Regions from separate parts of the Gossypium hirsutum genome. Here region 2 is linked to region 1. The links are chromatin contacts, called in public Hi-C maps. All regions are on one chromosome and are shown on one strand. Each heading gives the region's core, a stretch centred on a gene start, on an enhancer-like site or on the middle of the called end of the contact. The rest is flanking DNA. Distances are from core to core; before and after follow the strand shown. Region 1 has its middle 5.4 kb from the start of LOC121211308. Region 2 holds the start of LOC121211310 (ferredoxin--NADP reductase, leaf isozyme, chloroplastic-like).

Evidence for each region. A called contact is a pair of places that touch in the nucleus more often than the background predicts.
Region 2: a Hi-C map of leaf shows a contact between it and region 1, with 2.4 times the contacts expected there. The contact joins the promoter of LOC121211310 here to the enhancer-like site in region 1. A contact is called at or near these places in 6 of 34 Hi-C or Micro-C datasets (callus, hypocotyl and leaf).

What each region holds. Positions count from the first base shown.
Region 1 is chrA12:13,814,491-13,820,872 of Gossypium_hirsutum_v2.1, reverse strand. No RefSeq gene overlaps it. Among protein-coding and RNA genes, the nearest start is that of LOC121211308, 5.4 kb to the left of the region's middle. Within about 2 kb of position 4,627, at least 9 of the 9 cell types and tissues checked have an H3K27ac peak or open chromatin away from gene starts, as enhancers often do. A contact at or near this core is called in hypocotyl and leaf, where this site is marked.
Region 2 is chrA12:13,874,539-13,880,942 of Gossypium_hirsutum_v2.1, reverse strand. It overlaps LOC121211310 (ferredoxin--NADP reductase, leaf isozyme, chloroplastic-like), which reads left to right and starts at 4,668. Exons shown (of 10, transcript XM_041083986.1): 1 at 4,668-4,952; 2 at 5,048-5,102; 3 at 5,105-5,281; 4 at 5,492-5,625; 5 at 5,806-5,884; 6 at 6,114-6,205; 7 at 6,311-6,388. The coding sequence starts at 4,851. It overlaps LOC107945803, which reads left to right and starts at 601. Exons shown (of 1, transcript XM_016879932.2): 1 at 601-3,744. The coding sequence starts at 1,331. The coding sequence ends at 3,295.

The DNA of each region.
Region 1 (6,382 bases), core at 3,378-5,877:
GAAATTCGTGGCATATATGCATAATATATTATGCTAGGCACACCTCAACAAAATGGTGTCGCAAAATGCGTAATCAAACTTTATTGAATATGGTGAGGAGTATGATGAGTAACTCATCATTACCTATATCATTGTGGATGCATGTACGCAAAATTGATATATACTTATTAAAGAGGATTCTTAGTAAGGCAGTTCCAAAAACTTATTTCGAGTTGTGGGCTAGAAGGAAACCTAGCCTAGGGCACCTATATGTTTGGGGTTGCTAAGCAGAAGCAAGAATATATAATCCACATGAAAGAAAACTAGAATCTCGTATGATAAATGGATACTTTTTTGGTTATCCAGATAAATATAAAGATATAGGGTTTATGTGCCAAATTATAGTTCAAGAATTCTAAAAACTGGTAATGCTAGATTCCTTGAAAATGGTGGAGTTAGTGGGAGTGTTTCAAAATAAGTTGTAGATATAAAAGGAATTAGAGTATAATTTCCTACACCTATAAAAGTCCCTTTATCCACAACTATCACAAAAATCGTTTCAACAATTAATGAATGTCCAAATAGTGTTGAACAACAATGATAAAACACCCCTAAAAGAAACTAACTCACAAAGGACTGATGAAAAATTAAATGATACCATTAAGAAATCTCAAAATGAGAGAAAACCAACCATTCCTGATGATTATGTAGTTTATTTACACTTGATCTTGGAATTAATAAAGATCTAGTTTCATTAGTATATTGCACGAGACGAAAGTTTTTCCCTCAAATAACTTTGAATGATAGATATAGAAGAGGCATCCTATCATATAGGAATTGATATTTCGTGATAGATTATAAAGATTGTTAGGATTATCTTAGAAAAACTATATGGAAAGAGTTTTAGAGAGATTTAATATGTATAATTATTCAACAAGAATTGTTCTTATACAAAAAGGGGACAAATTTAGTCTCATGCAATGTCTAAAGAATGATGTAGAATGAAAGTGAAATGAAAGGCACGGGAGAGGCATTCTATGTTATAGGAATTGAAATATTCTGTGATAGATCATAAAGATTGTTAGGTTTATCTTAGAAAAACTATATGGAAAGAGTTTCAGAGAGATTTAATATGTATAATTGTTCAACACAGGAATTGTTATTATACAAAAAGGGAGTATTAAGTTGCAATGTTGTAGTATATGGAAGGAAGCATGTGACTTAAACTATGTACGACCATCATAACACATTTTCAATTCACTATAATGTGGCAATTATGATGAGCGTTATTTTTATGCGTGCTTAACATTTAAAGTTTATGTTTTACCTCATTGGGCCAAGGGGGAGAATGTATGATTTTAGCCGAATTATGTGAACCCAATTAAGTCTAAAATAATGTGGCCTAGTTTAAAAGAGATAAGAGTTTTACTTTGAATAGAAGTTAAATTCTGTCTATTCATTTGGTTACTTGATGGACGCACCTAATTAACAGTTGATCATTATAAATGGATCCTCTCTCTACTATTAGGGTTTTACATACAAAAAAAATCATTAAAGATTATAGCCTTCATTACTTAGGGTTTGTGTAATTAATGGAAGATGTCAAAAGGGAGAAATTAATTTACTGAGTGTTCTTCATATTCTTCATCAAGTCTAATGGTCAATTCCAATTTTGCATCAGGTATTTCTTAAGCTTGTGAAAATCATATTATTCTAAATATCCTAAAATAATTGTTTATGCAAATTTAAGGATTTGACTTACATAATATTTAGATCCGAAAGATTTTACACATAACGCATCAATGACTACCTTACAATCAGGCTCCACCATGATGTTGTCAACGTGAAAGGACTTGAGCCATGAGAGAGCCTCACAAATGACCATAGTTTTAGCCAATATCAAATCCATCCCAACTTGCACCAAAACAATGTTACACTTGATGAAATAGCTGCCAATATCATTACTTGCCAATCCAATAAGATAACAACATCCACATTGCACTTAAAGTATCCAATCGCAGGTCTTGTTTGGTGTTGCACTTGTAAAGATTGTCTGGAAAAGGCACATTGAACCTATTGAAACACAACATTCGTATCACTCCAAACATGCAAAAAATGAATCAACAAAGGACACAATACGATCAGGTTGTGTCACCATGTTCTTCCAACACAAAAGGTTTCGATGGAATCAAATACTCCACGAAATAGTGAGGTAATGTTTGCTACTCGGGGAATTCGAATGGATGATGCGGCACATGACTATTTTGTCAATGATGACATGTCATTGATGGTGCTGATATGACATTTAGAAAATATTAATATTTAAATATGTCATGAAAGTTTTAGAAATTATAAAATCATTGAATATGCGTTGGATTATAATTGGCTATAAACTTCCTAACCAAAGCTTTAAACTTTTAAAATAGATGTATTCTATGTCTATTTGTTATTTTATTTATGGTTGAAATTATCCAACTCGATATATAACCCTTTTTGTTTATATTTTTAAGAAGTTAGTGTTAGAAATTAACTAAAGACCTTTAAAAACAATAGAAAAGACAAATATTAAAAACATAATATATAACAAAATTATATAAATAATTTAATATTTGTAAAAAATAAGATCTTCACTATAGCATAATTTTAATTTTTAACTAATTTGGTAAGTGATTTGATACTAAATTAGATTATTAGTAATATGTATTACTTATTGTGGATTTTAAAATTAAAAATAAATAACTAAAAATATATAGAACACATAATAACCTCTTATCCAATTTATAAAATTTTAAAAATCATTATCAATATGGAAAAAGGAAATTCAATTAATTCTTTCACATTGTTTTCTTATAAAAAAAATTAAATGTTCATAAATTTTCTTATATAATTATTGCTTGAACAATGGGAATTTTCAAAGTAATATTTTTTAATTCTGAATTTGATTTCCAATTTCAAAGACCAACTTCGACAACTATTTCTATGTCCCTTAAAAGGAAATATTTTACTACTAATAGTAAGAGTAAATCTAAAGTGTTTTTTAAGGTTTTTTTCATTTTCTTTAGCCAAAATTTTATCGATCAAAGGGTTATAAAATATTATATTTAAAAGAAAACTAATGAAAAAAAGAAAAGAAAATTTTTTTCAAGATAAACTCATTGGTATAAAAAATTGGCTCGAAAAACAACTCGTTAGTTTGAGAAGTTTTTTTTCCCCTTTTTGGGTTTTACAGATTTATATATGAGGAACGTGTTTGTTTTAAAAGCTAAAAGCTTTGGTTAAGAAGTTTGAGGATCAAATTGATAGAATTTATAAATATGAAGGTTGGAATTTATTGAATTATTTAGAATTAAGATCAAATTGATAAAATATGTAAGTAATGAGGAGTAAAGGTGTTATTATACTAGTTAGAAAAAGGCTTTCTGTTAACAATTTAACGATAGGTGGCTAAAATAGGAACGGATTTAAACGTTAGTGTCTAAACTAAAAACTTTTAAAGTTGGATGACTAAAACAAGAACATGAATATAGTCTGGTGACCATTTGTATAATTTACCCTATTTTTTTTAAAATAACCAAAATACTAGTATTAATTTCACAGACTTTAAAAGCAAGTTGGTTGATATAAATAGTTTTAGTTAAAAGTTTAAATTAAAATCACCATAAAAAAATGAAGGGAGAGGTTTTTCAGTCTTTTAATTTTAATAAATCAAAAAGTCTAATTCCGTATTTTCTAAATTTATTTTAAAAATAAAAATAAAAATGACTACTTCCTACTTTTTTTCTCATGTATTTAATTTAATTAAAATTTTATTTCCCTTTCACATATTAAGTGTGCCATAAAAGTGATATATTTAAATCAACTTGATTCAATGCAGCCCTTCCTTTGAAAGTGGCCTGGCGTATCCTCACCGACAACCATTGCTTTTTGACCAAAGTTCTCACTGCAAATACTGCTGCAAAGATCCTTTTGAACTTGTTAAACCTAAACCATTCGATTCATGGGTGTGGAAAAGCATTCTTTCTGGTAGGGATATCTGTAACAAGGGTAAGATATCCAACTATGGAGCGGTCAAAATAGTTGGATATCAGCTGACCCACTCAAGCCTCTAATCGACACAGTTGGGCATCAAGTATTTGACTCCCAGCAAACTCCTACATTATCCCTTATAAATTCACCGTCGATCAATCCAAGGCCCTAGGCCTCCTTGACCCCGATAGAGTTGTTGATTTGATCACTAGAACTACTTCTATCCAATATGGACAAGATAGAATCATTTGGAAGGATGACTTCAAAGGTCTTTTTTTGGTTAAAAGCGCTTACTCACTAATTTACAAGAGCTATCATGGTGTAGCTCTTGAAAGACCATAACAATCCGCATGGAAAAACCTTTGGCATTTAAAGATACCCTAAGATCATCATCTTTTTGTGGAAAATTTGCAAAAACAACCTTCCAACTAAGTATCTTCTTGTCAGGAGACTTTCGACCAATGACCCAATTTGCTACCTCTGCAGAACTGATAAAGAAACTTCGGATCATCTCTTCCTCAATTGAACCTTCGCAAGGGTAGTTTGGTCTGGATCCCCCCTGACCTTTCGAACTGACTCCTTAGTCGGCATCCCCATCTCTAGATAGATACTCTAATGACGTTAAGAAAATGATAATCCAGCAGAATCTTGAAGAAGTAAATACACCGCCACGACCTGCACACTATGGACCATCTAGAAACTTCAAAAGTAACCTTATCTTTAAAAACTCTAGCACATCCCCTCTGTTGGCAACCAAAATTATCTCTGACCTAACCCAATAAACCCTTTCCTCATTCTCAAACAATTCTCCACCTTCTCCCAACCAAAGAACGTTACCTTTCTCTCCAGTTATCATCCTCAACACCCAACAATGGCTACTGTCTCTCTACATCATTCAGAACAGACAGAACAACCTAATTGGAGGAGCTGCCATGGCCCAAGACCCCAACAATTTTCAACTGACAATTGTTCAAAGCTTCAAAACCAATAGCAAAGCTCTTGTGGGCATTCTCATTCTCAGAGCTGCTCTTATTCTGCTAAGACCTTTTGGTATTAATTATTGCAAATTAACCAAATCCAGCAAGAAATGGCGGAATATTATCACAAGACGTTCCAATTTTGGATGGAAGCTACAACCGGCAATTGGAGATATCAAATTCCTTCTCCTTGAGATCAACATCATGTGGCAAACTTTAGACGTGGACAACATGAAAAGAGAAACCTCCCGTTGGGCTATAGGTGTTTCAAAAGCCTTCATTAGTTTCACATGGCCATAACTTGATGTTTTTGACTTGTACCAAAAAAATCAACTTGAACTTGCAACCTACATTGTTTTCTTGTGGCTCAGTTTTATTTTTATGAATAAAATACAATTTGACGGCCGAATGAGACGATGGCTCACCATTTGTCGATTCTTTATCCTCTTTATTCGCTATACTTAAGATCCCATAGTAGCCACAGAAGAGAAAGCCCATACCTATTACTACTATATAATACATCAACTACTGATATTAAAGTGGACCTTATTGGAGCAAGATTTGGGTTCATAATGAGATTACGCAGGCCTCACCCAGTTCCAGACTCAGATACATACATTATAAAGTTAAATTCAGAAGAGCCCATCATTCTTGTTTCAGAAATAACGTATAAAATCATGGTCTGAAATTGCAAGCCTGAGGGACTTTTGTTTTTTCCTCAACCCTTTCGTTTATAAAGGCAGTAGAGGATGCATGAAGAACACGTGTTTGACTTGTAGTGGAGAGCAACACGTTTCATGGACTATGATGGGACCGATCGAGAAGTGGAAAACATTACAAAGCGCATAATCATCATTCATCACCCATATCTTTTCCTTCTTTCCAACAATATGTCCAATAGCTTCACATCAAGCTTGTCCAAAAATTGAAGCGAAGTCAAAAATTTTTTTTAGGAGAGTCGGATGTATATCATTATAATTTGTAAAGGATTAAATTAAATTTTTATAATTTTAAGGGAAGTAAAAGTATAATTTTATCTTTACTAATTTAAAATTTTTAAAAAATTTAAAGGGCCAAAAATATAATTTTACATTTTAGAGGGGCCGAGGCCCATGCCAGCCCCCTAGCTATGCCCCTGTCCAGAAAGCTTACACGACTCACAAGCTTCTGGAATAACACTTCAAATAAATAAAGTAGCTTCATTATTTTGTATTTTTTTTTTGTATTATTGATACCCATCCAATTGGGTATAATACAATTTTTTTTATATATGTAATTATGATGGTAAGTTTAAAGCTAAAGGAATAAGTGTCCTAAAGAGCTCGAACTCCTAATATTTATAGTTAAGTTCTCATCACAATACTATACTCGGTGCTAGAAGAATCACAACTCGACAAGCA
Region 2 (6,404 bases), core at 3,419-5,918, 60 kb before region 1:
GATCACACGACTGTGTAACACAACTCAGACCATGTGAGCATTCGAATTAATGACACATGGCCGTGTCATAAACTGTGTAACTCACTGGTTTGGCTTACATGGCCATGTGAGCATTCTAACCTTTTTAACAACTTAATATTGAACTTAAATAAAATTATAAATATTATAAATATTTTCTTACAATTTGTAGTTGACTCGCAAAACTGTGATTGTCATCGAAATAAATAAGAGTATTTGTCATTCCAAAATTGAATTAAAACGAATAAAAATAAAAAAATAGAATTAAATAAAGATGAACTTGAGAGAATTTTAATTAAAATTTTAGAACTAAATTATTGAGAGAATTGATAGAAATGAATTTAAATGAAAAAAATTGATGAAAAGATTTGGGTTTATATAAAAACAAAAACTAGCTATTTTTTTTATGGCCGTTGGCAAAAGGCTGATCACGTTTTCCCTTCTCTCTTAAAAAACGGCCTAGTGTGATAAGTATGGTAAAAATCCTAATTATTTAATTAACTTTTAAAATTATTTATGCCTAATTTAGCCGTTAATGCTAGGAAGAACTGAAAGCAAACAAATACTAACGCTGTAATAAAGCGTAAAACACTATATAAATTGTATAAAGAAAAAGTCAAGAAAAGAAGATGAAGTTGTTAAAATGAATGGCGAAAGGTTCCAATGGCAGCTGGAAATTCTTTTACCTTGTGTTTTGTATTGTCCTGTTTCTGCTGCTGCCTATTTAAAAATGGCACCCATTTCAATTCCCGTCTTCCTTCTTTGTTTTGCATGTCTCTGGGATTATGCCTGTCACCTCCATTGCCATTGGCTCAAAAATATGTACTTTTTGTATATTGATAATGAAATTTGAACTTAAAAGAGTAAAAATAAAAAATGACAGCAACAATGCAATTCAACACCGTCCACCTCCTTCAATATACAAAAATTCATTTTTTTCTGAAAGAATATATAAACAACAAAAATACAGCGCAACACAACAGCAACAATCGTAGAAGCTATGTCCACCCAAAATTGTTAAATAAACAAGGAGATGAATGCGCGTTTGACATTGTAAAACTCGTCTGCCATGGACGCCCACTCACCCTTTTCTTCTTTTACTTTCCTCATGCATCCACACCCTGAAACCAAGGCAAACCAATACACTCCTGAAGTCCAAAATCCTCATAGAACCTAAAAGCAGCAATTAACTCCCATTTTCACCCTCCATTTCCTCCGTTTATCAAGCCTTTAACCAGAAACTTCTAACCCCAAAAGGTTAGAATCGCAATAAATATAAAGTCGTTTCTCTTCACTTTTTTTTTCTGTTCTGATGGCGGATATGGTGAAGCAAATCTTGGCAAAGCCAATTCAGTTAGCAGACCAAGTAACGAAAGCGGCGGATGAAGCAAGTTCGTTCAAGCAAGAGTGTGCGGAACTTAAGTCAAAGACGGAGAAACTTGCCGGCTTACTCCGACAAGCAGCGCGTGCCAGTTCCGACCTCTACGAACGCCCTACGCGCCGCATAATCGATGATACAGAACAAGTCCTCGATAAAGCTCTTTCCTTGGTCCTCAAATGCCGAGGCAACGGCTTTATGAAGCGCGTGTTTATAATCATCCCTGCTGCCGCGTTCCGCAAAATGTCTTCTCAGCTCGAGAACTCTATCGGCAATGTTTCCTGGCTTCTCCGTGTTTCGGCTTCGGCTGACGATCGCGACGATGAGTACTTAGGCCTTCCTCCAATCGCTGCAAACGAGCCGATTTTATGCCTAATATGGGAACAAATTGCGATTCTTTACACCGGTTCACTCGACCACCGGTCCGACGCGGCTACTTCGCTTGTTTCCCTAGCCAGAGACAATGATAGGTACGGGAAACTGATTATAGAAGAGGGAGGTGTTGGGCCATTATTGAAATTAGTCAAAGAAGGGAAAATGGAAGGTCAAGAAAACGCCGCCAAAGCAATTGGCCTTCTGGGTCGGGACCTGGAAAGCGTGGAGCATATGATCCGCGCTGGCGTTTGCACGGTGTTTGCGAAAATCCTCAAAGAAGGTCCGATGAAAGTTCAAGCTGTGACGGCGTGGGCGGTGTCTGAGCTGGCTGCTAATTACCCAAAATGCCAAGATTTGTTTGCTCAGCATAACATAATCCGATTGCTCGTCAGTCATTTGGCGTTCGAAACCATCCAAGAACACAGCAAATATGCAATTGCCAGTAACAAGGCGACGTCCATCCACGCGGTGGTTATGGCGAGCAGTAATAATTCGAATGTGAATAACGTGAAAAACGTCATTGACGAAGATCACCAGAATCCGATTCCGCATCCATTGGGGAACCAAACCCCTAATCAGATGCATAATGTGGTTACGAACACCATGGCAATGAAAGGTGCGACGAAATTGCCACAAAAGCCGAGTAGTAATCATGTTAGGAGCAACAGTCAGGGCAATGCCAAGCTAATTCATCAAGTTTATCATCATCAGCAGCAGCTGAATGGTTCGATTTCCGGGGCGAATATTAAGGGAAGGGAATTGGAGGACACTGCTACCAAGGCTTATATGAAGGCGATGGCAGCTAGAGCTTTATGCTATCTTGCTAAGGGGAATTCAAGTGTCTGTCGGAGCATTACAGAGTCCAGAGCGCTGTTATGCTTTGCTGTTTTGTTGGAAAAAGGAACCGGTGAAGTGCAGTTGAATTCGGCTATGGCATTGATGGAGATTACAGCAGTGGCAGAGCAGGATACTGATTTGAGAAGGTCTGCATTTAAGCCAAATTCTCATGCTTGTAAGCTTGTTGTGGATCAGCTTTTCCTGATAATAGAGAAGGCTGATTCGGAGTTGCTGATACCTTGCATAAAGGCTATTGGTAATTTGGCAAGGACGTTTAGAGCAACGGAAACAAGGATGATTTCCCCATTGGTTAAACTTCTGGATGAGAGGGAAGCTGAAGTTTCCAAGGAGGCTGCCATTGCTCTTACCAAATTCGCTTGCACCAACAACTATCTACACCTTGATCACTCCAAGGCAATCATTAGTGCGGGAGGTGCAAAGCATTTGATTCAACTAGTGTATTTTGGGGAACAAATTGTTCAGCACTCAGCATTACTTCTTCTATGCTACATTGCCCTCCATGTACCGGATAGCGAAGAACTCGCCCAAGCTGGAGTGCTGACAGTGCTGGAATGGGCATCCAAGCAATCCAACATGACCCAGGATGAAACAGTGGACACACTTCTACATGAAGCCAAAAGTAGATTGGAGCTCTATCAGTCTAGAGGTTCAAGGAGATTCAATTGATTCAATCGCTTTTCCATTGTGATTTCTTGTTTGGGACAACTGTACATACAGCTGGAACTGTTCTTCCATGAAGTATTTTTCAGTCATATGCAGAATTGTATTGCCTTGAGTTGCATGGCTGTTGTAAGGGTAGAAATAAGTTCCATGATATGTAGCAGGTCATTCATTTCAATTTTTTTGGTCTGAAATTTTAGTGGGGGTGTCTATCTTCTAACCACCGTAAAAGAATGATTCGACCTCTGTTATGCGGGGCTTGGGCTCTGTCAGAACCAGCTCTTTTAACTTACCACTACTTTTTCTGGATTATGTCATCTAGGCTGCCACTCACATGGAAGGTGACTCAGATTCTGACATGTATTTTTACTGCAGAGGCAGAGCTGACTGCTTGCATTTATACCTCTTACCCAGTTGTTTATCAGCAGCTTATCATGAACTTTTCTTGGTCAAAACTGCCCTGTTCCAAAATGTAATTAACAATTTCAAGTAGAGAAAAAACAACAGACTTGTCAAAATCCACCCACAGGAGAAGACTGGGTTTTTGCCTCGTATTACAGCGAAATGTGGTAAGAATAATAAGAAACCCCACGTTTTTTATTAGCTGAAATTAATAAAAATTAAGCAGATTTCTACCCATCAAGCTTGAAGGCTAAAACAGGTCAAGTAGGCCCTGGTTTAGGGATACTTGATGCTTGTTATTTTTTGCCTTTTGATTCCCCAGAAAAGTAAAAGTACACGAAAAATAAATTTAATAGATGTCAAAAGGTAGGAATTCATAAGCTAATAGAGACAGATTCGATGATACTATGCAACACGGAAAGTTATATATTTATATATTCTTTTGTTCATTGAGAGTTGTTTTTATATGGATCCAGCTTGTGATATTCAATGTCATTTCTTGCATTACTGAAAATGACGTCCAACTTGTACTTTGGGATGGCGATTTGTCCATGGATTGCCTTGGTGGACTGAGATGAGTTAACCCAATGCCATCTTTGGGTCCCCAATTCCTTCTTCCATTTCATTTTGCTTTTGGATGGATTTTTTTGTTTAATTATACCAATCGTCTTCGATTGATTTTTACTGTCTTAATCCAAATAATTTAGTATCAAACGATAAAAACGATCAATCAACTTATATTATATTATATATATAAAATAATTAAAAATAATATATGTAAGTTAGTCATTCGGTTTAGTTATGAATTTTAATAACTAATAATCCGTTTACACCTTAACTTTAACCAGTTTAATTAACTTTTAACCTTACTTATTGCCATCCCCTATCCTTGGATTTGGAATCAAAAGTTGCTCTAAAAAAAATTCAATGGTGATTATGGATATATGGTGGTGTAAGAGTAATGCATTTACACATGGACTTATCCTTATAGAGGCCACTGCATTGCCCTTCAAATCTCCTCCACCCAATTCATCATCCAAACCCAATGAAATAGAGCACAAAACCATATACTTTTAAGATTTCCTCACCTCATCTCATTCCTTCTTCACCAAACCATCCATCAAATAACATTTCCTCACCTCTTCATTTTCCAAAACCCATGGCTGCCGTAACTGCTGCAGTCTCCTTTCCTTCTACCAACTCCACCTCTTTTACTACTCGAACCTCTATCATCTCTCCTGAAAGAATCACATTCAAGAAGGTAAACTTCTTTCTTTTCTTTTGTAATTAATATATGTAAAAACTTCATACATGTTGGGAGTTGGTCACCTGCTTTTTTTGGTGGTTGTTTTTCAGGTTTCTTTTTACTACCGGGATGTTTCAAGTGGAGGGAGAGTGGTTTCAGTGCGAGCCCAGTTACAACTGAAGCTCCTGCTAAAGTTGTAAAGGAATCCAAGAAAAATGATGAAGGTGTTGTGGTTAACAAGTTCAAGCCAAAGGAACCTTACATTGGCAGGTGCCTTCTAAATACTAAGATCACCGGTGATGATGCTCCTGGAGAGACATGGCACATGGTCTTCAGCACTGAGGGTATGCAATTCATCTCAAATTATACTCTTCAAGATAATTGCATGTCTGTGAAAAAAAAATGCAGATACAGAGTTTTATGTGCACCAATGCGAGTTTTTGTTGATCAAGGAATGAAAAGTTGCCGTTCTTGAGATGATTAATTAGATAAAGGGAAAAAAAAAAAAGAAAGACTCTTTCTTCTTAGTTGACTAGCTAGTTGGATTGGATCAGGAGAGGTTCCTTACAGAGAAGGACAATCCATTGGAGTGATTCCAGATGGCGTTGACAAGAATGGGAAACCTCATAAACTGAGATTATACTCCATTGCTAGCAGTGCTCTTGGTGACTTTGGGGACTCCAGAACTGTGAGTTTTCCTTTAGAAGTTAATTTCCTTTCCAGATTAAGATACAAATCAATTGCTGATAGGCTCTGAGCCACCCAAGTCTACATAACTAATAGCATTCAGCTCTTCTGGTTTCTGTTTGTTTTTTTTATTTTCTTATTCATTTTTGGTTTTCTGAATGGTCTCATTGTATTATCGCAGGTATCCCTATGTGTGAAACGTCTTGTATACACCAACGAGAAAGGAGAACTTGTTAAAGGAGTCTGCTCAAATTTCTTATGTAAGAATGCAGGACTTCTATGTTTCATCATAATGTATTACTATTGTTTAGAACAACCGGTGTCAAAAGATGATGAACCCGGAGCTTTGGTCAGTTAGTTTATGCGGCCATTCTTAAAAGGTGGCATCCAATAGATTTGGAGTTGGAATCATAATATCTGCAACTCCTTCTCTATCACCGGGCATTGGTCACTCTTGTACCTAAAATTATGTTTAATTCGTATCTTCAGGTGACATGAAACCTGGGGCAGAAGTTAAAATCACAGGACCTATTGGAAAGGAAATGCTTATGCCAAAAGATCCCGATGCCACAATCATCATGGTTTGTATTTTACCAAGCTGTTATCATGCATTCATTGTATATTCCATTATATTGATAAACTGCTGCTCCAAAGCAACATTTTCACACTGAGTTCTTTAACTGCAGCTTGCTACAGGAACTGGTATCGCTCCCTTTCGATCATTTTTATGGAAAATGTTCTTTGAAAGGCATGAAGATTACAAGGTACAAAAGAAACAAT